2 separate regions of the Triticum aestivum genome follow, and region 1 is linked to region 2. Evidence: chromatin contacts called from public Hi-C data. All regions are on one chromosome and are shown on one strand. Each heading gives the region's core, a stretch centred on a gene start, on an enhancer-like site or on the middle of the called end of the contact. The rest is flanking DNA. Distances are from core to core; before and after follow the strand shown. Region 1 holds the start of LOC123134723 (18.6 kDa class III heat shock protein). Region 2 holds the start of LOC123138543 (dnaJ homolog subfamily B member 6).

What was found. A called contact is a pair of places that touch in the nucleus more often than the background predicts.
Region 1: a contact with region 2 is called in a Hi-C map of leaf, with 3 times the contacts expected there. The contact joins the promoter of LOC123134723 here to the promoter of LOC123138543 in region 2. A contact is called at or near these places in 2 of 5 Hi-C or Micro-C datasets (both in leaf).

What each region holds. Positions count from the first base shown.
Region 1 is chr6B:655,199,201-655,202,503 of IWGSC CS RefSeq v2.1, forward strand. LOC123134723 (18.6 kDa class III heat shock protein) reads left to right here and starts at 1,576. Exons shown (of 2, transcript XM_044553913.1): 1 at 1,576-1,996; 2 at 2,112-2,614. The coding sequence starts at 1,745. The coding sequence ends at 2,396.
Region 2 is chr6B:654,964,142-654,967,580 of IWGSC CS RefSeq v2.1, forward strand. It overlaps LOC123138543 (dnaJ homolog subfamily B member 6), which reads right to left and starts at 2,124. Exons shown (of 7, transcript XR_006469236.1): 1 at 1,792-2,124; 2 at 1,183-1,276; 3 at 916-989; 4 at 773-835; 5 at 1-22.

The sequences.
Region 1 (3,303 bases), core at 326-2,825, 230 kb after region 2:
TAGCGCTCGCGTGTGCCCCTGGCAGGTTGGCTTTCTCTAAAAGAAAGCCTATACACTGGTTCCCCTTTTTTGCAGGTGAAAACTTGTACTCCCTCCGTTCCAAAATAGATGACTCAACTTTATATTAAAGTTAGTACAAAGTTGAGTCATCTATTTTGAAACGGAGGGAGTATTACTCAACCAGAAGAGCCTTACAAATCACCAAGAGCTAAAGAAAAATCAACTTCCGGGCCAGACCCTAACCAAGTCATGGTTCTGCCCTCACCTCTAGCAAACTCGGTTAAAAAATTACTATTTGCTAAAAAAACTAAACTACCACTAACATTATTCTGAGTACGATTAACATGAGCAATACAAGAATCACGAAGAGGAAAAAGATGTCATTTTTCCTTGCTAGGAGAAGCGTAGATTGATATATCCTCTTCCTGGCATTGGATCAACTTGACGTCAACTATGGAATCCATCTCAGTTATGATAGGTAAGTCAGTTCTCTGTAGGTAAGTCAGTTCTCCCCTACAGGATGAGAATATGATCTTAGCCTTGCCATCTCTTATACATTGGTTCCTTGTAAGTGTGCTTGGAAAAATACTGCCGGTGTAAAAAACCCAGCTATGATTTTTCTATTAAGTTTGAAGATTCATGAAGTCGATTTTTTTTTGTAAATTTGAAATGTTCTCCAATCTATGAAATTTTCAGGAATTTGACTTTTTTGAAAATTTGAAAAAGTCTGGGAATCTAAAATATATTTACAAATATGAAAATGTTCGCACATTTGGTAAAATGTTTGTGAGTTTGAGAAATCTTTGCAATGTTTTTAAAAAAAATTGCAATTCTCTATGTGTCCACTAATTTGAGAAGTGTTCATGGATATGAAAAAAGTTTGTGAATTTGGAAAAACATTTCTGAATTTAAAAAAGCTCACAAATCTGAGAATTTGTTCACAAATTTGAATTATGTCCATGAATTTTGAAAATAATTGTGACTATGAAAAAATGTTTCCAAATATGAAAAAATATTCACGAATTCAAAGATGGTTCTCGGATTAATTTGTTTTCATGGATTTAGAAGTGTTTATTAATTGAAAATGTTCACATTGCGAAAATGTTTGTGAATTTGAAAAATGCTACAAATTATAAAAAGGAAAATAAGAAAGAAATAAATTAAATTAAAACAATTATAATAAAGAAAAGAAAACCAAACAAAAAAATAAAAAAGCAGCAAGAAAACCATGCTAGAAGCATTTAGAAGCCTCCAAAACCGGATGCCTCCCTGGCTTCGAAAGCTGCGAGCCGCGCTGCCGACAAGAGGGAGTGCGTGAAGTTAAAAACAATAGGAAGCGGCGCCATGAGCGATGAATACAAAACGCGTTATGTCTCATCAACTAAACGAAAAAACAGAAAAAAAGAGAAACATCGAGCTTGTCGTGCAGCCCACAGGCCGGCACAAAACGGCCCGTGTTCAAATCCAGAACAGCAGCAGTATTATTCCCTAGATCAGTCTCGTACAGCACTAGGTTGTTCCATTCGCTTCCGGATCTTTCTGGACGCGCCACGCGCCGCCCCCGGCAACATCTCGAACCTTCTTCCTCCTCTCTTTATACCACTCCCTCTCCCTCACTCCGCTCCGCACTGCAGAATCCAATCCAATCCAATCCATCGAGCTCTCCAAGTCGACTCGCACCATCCCATCCCACTTCCCACCCACCCACACACAGCGAGTAACCAACCCGAGGAAGGAAGAAGCCATGGCCGAGCTGCTGTTCGCCCCCGCCGTGGCCGGCCTCGTCCACCTGCCGGAGGTGCTCGAGCGCCTCGCCGCTGCGGACGCCGACCACCGCGACCACGCCCACCACCACACCGCCCACGGGCACGGGCACGGCCACCCCCGCGCGCAGATCGGGGGCGTGGGCGGCGGCGCGCCCGTGGACATCGTGGAGACCCCCGCCGAGTACGCCTTCCTGCTCGACGTCCCCGGCCTCTCCAAGTCCGACATCCAGGTACGTGCGTGCGCCGCTCCGCCCCGTTCCCCGCATCTCTTGGACCGAACTCGTCGGCTCGGCAGGGGGTGGCGCGATTGACTAACGTTTGCGCGCGCTCTGAATGAATGAGCAGGTGACTCTGGAGGAGGACAACGTGCTGGTGATGAAGAGCGCCAGCAACGGCGGCGGCGGCGCCAACGGGAAACGGAAGCGGGAGGAGGAGGAGGCGGACTGCCGCTACATCCGGCTGGAGCGCCGCGCGTCGCCGCGGTCGTTCGTGCGCAAGTTCCGGCTGCCGGAGGACGCGGATGCGGGCGCCGTGGCCGCGCGCTGCGAGAACGGCGTGCTCACCGTCACCGTCAAGAAGCAGCCGCCGCCGGAGAAGAAGACCAAGTCCGTCCAGGTCGCCATCGCCTGATCGTTCGGGCCTGTCGCGCGAACCTTCGGTACCTCGTCGGCGTTTGTCGTCAGTGATCGTTCCAGCAGTAGAGTAGTGTGGCGAGTCTGGTAGATTTGGGTCTTCTCTTGTGGTCTCATGCTCTGTTCGTGGTCTGGCCGGACATTAGGCGTGCTAGTTGTGGTCGTGTTTTGTGAATCATGCTGTGAATGCAACGATGGAGCACGAATTGTATCTTCCTCGCTTGACCGAATGCAGCCGCGTGCCTGGATTCATACGTTTTTCACGTAATCTTAGCGGAAAATAGAATGAGAACTTTGTTTCACGACTGCACGATCTGTCAACTCCTCTGGGTTCCACGGTCTATCAAATTAACTCTGTTCTCAAGTGCCATGATCTAAATAAATACAAAACAAAGTGAATTGAAAGAAACTAAAAAATGATTATGATTTATGAGGGATGCCCATGTGCTCCTTACATCAGGACTAAAATGTACAGAACAACAAGACTAAATGCATAAAAGCAACCTAGTGATTATTTTTATTTTTATTTTTGGCATAGAAGCATTGATGCTTCACACCAGACACAAGTTAATAGCAACATGGTTGTTGGTTCACATTATATCCGAGTGTTCTTCTATTTAACGCCAGGAAAGATGGGCCGAGCAACGAGTAGAGTCCACAGCTTCACAGCCACCACTCTCTCTCTCTCTCTCTCTCAAAAAAAAAAGGCTTCACAGCCACCACTCGGAGTTGCTTTTGCTTCAGTCACCTGAGTTGCTTTTGCTTCACAGTCACCTGAGTTGCTTTTGCAATGTTGTTCACAACATCCTAGGACTTGGAAGCATCGGGATCTCTTAGTCTAAGTATGTGGGTGTGTCCTAGTGATTTGACTAGCATACTCTTGATGTATTTTAGTGCAACGTGAC
Region 2 (3,439 bases), core at 874-3,373:
GCTCCTCAAAGCTCTCCTGCCTCTGCAAATCCAAAGGTTCATTGTTATTGTCATGTTTTCCTTGGATGAACAGAGTCCAGGAAAAAAATAAAAAACATATCGTTTTCTAGTTGATACCAGAAAAGTTCACCCAAGTTTCATTTTTGGTATCCAAGAGAAACCATGTAAGATATGGAATTCCAACAATCCTTTTTCAAGCCTTAAACATACATACATAGAAAAAACAATATCTTTTGAAGCTACTTAAATCCTTCAAGTAAACCTAAGCAAGAATTTAATGACTCGCCCACTCAACTTTCTTATGTTTATTGACGAGTTTTCCAATGAACAAGGAAATATGTATGAAACTCAGAATTTTGCAACAGATAAGCATACCCCCACCCCCCACCCGCCCTCCCTCCCAAGTGCGAACAATTTTTCCCACAATAGCACTCTAAACAAACAGCAGCAAGATCCTTGTAGAACAAATAAAACGTGACGAGGGCTCCAAGAACCCCAAAAGGAGATTGGGTTCAGTCCAGAAACAGCAAGATTTTTTTCATCCATATTAGGATACCGTTACGAAGAACAAAAATCACTATTATTTTTCATTTTTCTAGTTCTTCTTTCAAGCCCGGGATAAACATTTTACGAAACGGAACAGATAAGATGATGGTTGGCGAAATATTGTGATAAAATCTGTGTTGAAACACAAAATAATAGAAATAGTGACAACTAATGGTAGATTACAAAAAACATCTGAACCGGAGACGGTGAAGCGAATGGTTCTTACCGCTGGCCGTGTCTGGCTCATCATATGGGCCATCTCACCAAGGAAGTCCCCCATCCCCTGCATCTGCAAAACAATAGCAGAAAGCATCACTCACACTATAAGCAATACCGGCGGAAAGCCCGATTAAATTGCGCGATTCTTACGCTGTCGTCGCTGTCTTCTTCTTCTTGGTACACCCCCACGTCGTAGAGGAACCGCTTGTTGGCGTCGGAGAGGACTGCACAAGAACAACAATGGGATGGGAGCACGAGGGCTCCATGCGATAAGTTTGCCAACTAACTTGCTAGATCGGTTCGGCGGGTTTAGTCAGTTTGTTGCAACATGTAACAAGTGATGTGAGGTGGGTTGTGAATACAGAATATTTGAATATGGGGAGTGGGGGTGGAGGTTGGGAGAAGGAAGATTGAGACCGGAATAGGCGCCCTGGATCTCCTGGAACTTCTCCTTGGCCTCCTCCATCCGCTTGGTGCCGCTGGAGGACGAGCATCTGTCCGGATGCCATCTCTGCAACAGGTTACAGATCAAGAAGTTCAGCTGAATTTACAACAGAAAGAAAGGAAGAAAAATAAAAACAGAGCAGTTTCAGAGTTGGAACAGAGCAAAACTTGGGACGGATCAAGCAATGTTCGACGAGTACGGAGATGGCAGGACAGGCGAAATACGCCAATAATTGGCTACAAGCGTGGCGTCTGGGGATCTAAATCGCCGGATCGGCAAAGATCACGGGCTCCGGCGCAAACTCGCGTAAAGTATGGGGCGCAAACAGGACTGCAGCGCCGCTGAGCTACAGGAATACGAACGAACTTTGGCGCCAACCTACAATTTCCAAACTCGAGATCGGCGACATGTAATTATCTTCCGTGCCATGGCGAGAGGTGCAATCCATGGCCCTACCTCCCCGATTCCCGGTCGAATCGGCAGCGGGGAACATGTAGATGCAGAGAAAGATTTGACGAAGAAAACGCGGAAACGTGCACGCCGGAGAAGGAAGGGAGGAGGAGTCGGCGATTCTCGCTCACCATGGCCAGCTTCCGGTAGGCGAGCTTGAGGTCGGCGTCGGAGCACTCCTTGCTGAGCCCCAGCACGGCGTACAGGTCGCCGCCGCCGGGCGCCGCCGGCTCCCCGCCGCCGCAGCCGTCGCCGCCGGTGGCCATGCCGCGTCCCGCGCCGCCGGCCTGGGGGGCTCGAGGATGCGCGGGGGAGGAGGAGGAGGAGAGCGGAGAGGAGGGAGGAGGAGGTTCCTGGCGTTTCCTTCCCTCTCTCTCTCTCTCTCGGCTCAGGTCGCTCCTCTCCTCCACGCACTGCCTGCCCCTGGAAGCCTCTGGAAGCACGGCCATCATGCCCACTTGCCCCTTTTTAAAACGCTTTTTTTTTTCAACCTGCGAATTTCTCCTTCTGGCTTTGTTTACACGCCTTGGCGCCTTGCGAAAAGGCGACGCGGTAGCCTCCTTGCTTCCAAAACCAACTTTGGCCCGTGGAAAAAATAATATCACATCCGTCCCGAAATTCTTGTTTTAGATTTGTCACGGCTAGCAGCGTTGCATCGCTTTGAAAGCCATGTCTAGCATTTATATGAGGCGGTTTTAGTGCTACTTGGTAAATCATTCGGAAAGCGGTGTTTACAGTTATCATAGCTCTTTCCCTTCAACTTTGGGTTTGTAAAGCTGCTAATAGACTGTGCATGACTTTCACGTTAGCAGTGAAATTCTCCGGCGATTTTGATCGAAGAGGTATATTTTCTTTGCGAGTTGCGTTCCCCCTCCGAGCTGGGTGACATGCCTAAAAACCGCCAGGTTTCCATCTTCAAATGTACATCTTTGCATCAGCATGACACCAACACCGCGTTAGTCCATTGGTGTTATCTATGGGTGATTTGATTGATCCCGTTTCGAATAATTGGGATGAAGACCTAATTAGACAAACTATGTGGCACATTGATGTACAACAGATTCTTTCAATCCCACTCTCGCAACATGATATGCAAGATTTCATTGCTTGGAGTTATACGGAAATGGTATGCTTTCGGTTCAGTCTGCTTACTCTGTTGAGTGGGACCACCGGTATGGATGTAAACTGACCCATTCTAATGGGACGGGACAAATCTCAGTAAACCCTATTTGAAGTAAGGTATGGAAATTATCTTGTCCAGCAAAGGTCGAAAAATTTATCTAACATACGCTACATGGCACACTTCCATGTGGTGTTACGCTTGCAAATGGACATATGAAAATCTCATCCATTTGTCCTACTTGCTCTGAGGCTTCAGAAGATACAAAGCACATGCTTTTTCTCTGTAGTAAGGGCTTCTTTGGATCACAGGATTAGAAAACAAAGGAATTCAAAAAACACAGGAATTTGACGGGATTGTAGGTGCAAAACAGAGGATTACAAAATAGAGGAAAACTACAAGAATGGTCATTTGGATGGAACACAGGAAAAACACAGGAAAAGTGCCTCGATCCTACGCGAATCAGTGTAAAAAAGAGGTTATAGTGGATGTTGAAATTCCTATAGGATTGAGGTGTAGGAATGCATCCATAGGAATTTTGGAGGTGTGGTTCCTTTGATCCAAAGGGCTTCTTTAGGAAAAAATCCAATGGATTGGAATCCTCCAATATTCCTATGAAAATCCTTCAATCCAAAGAGGCCCTAAAGCAAAGGAGGTTT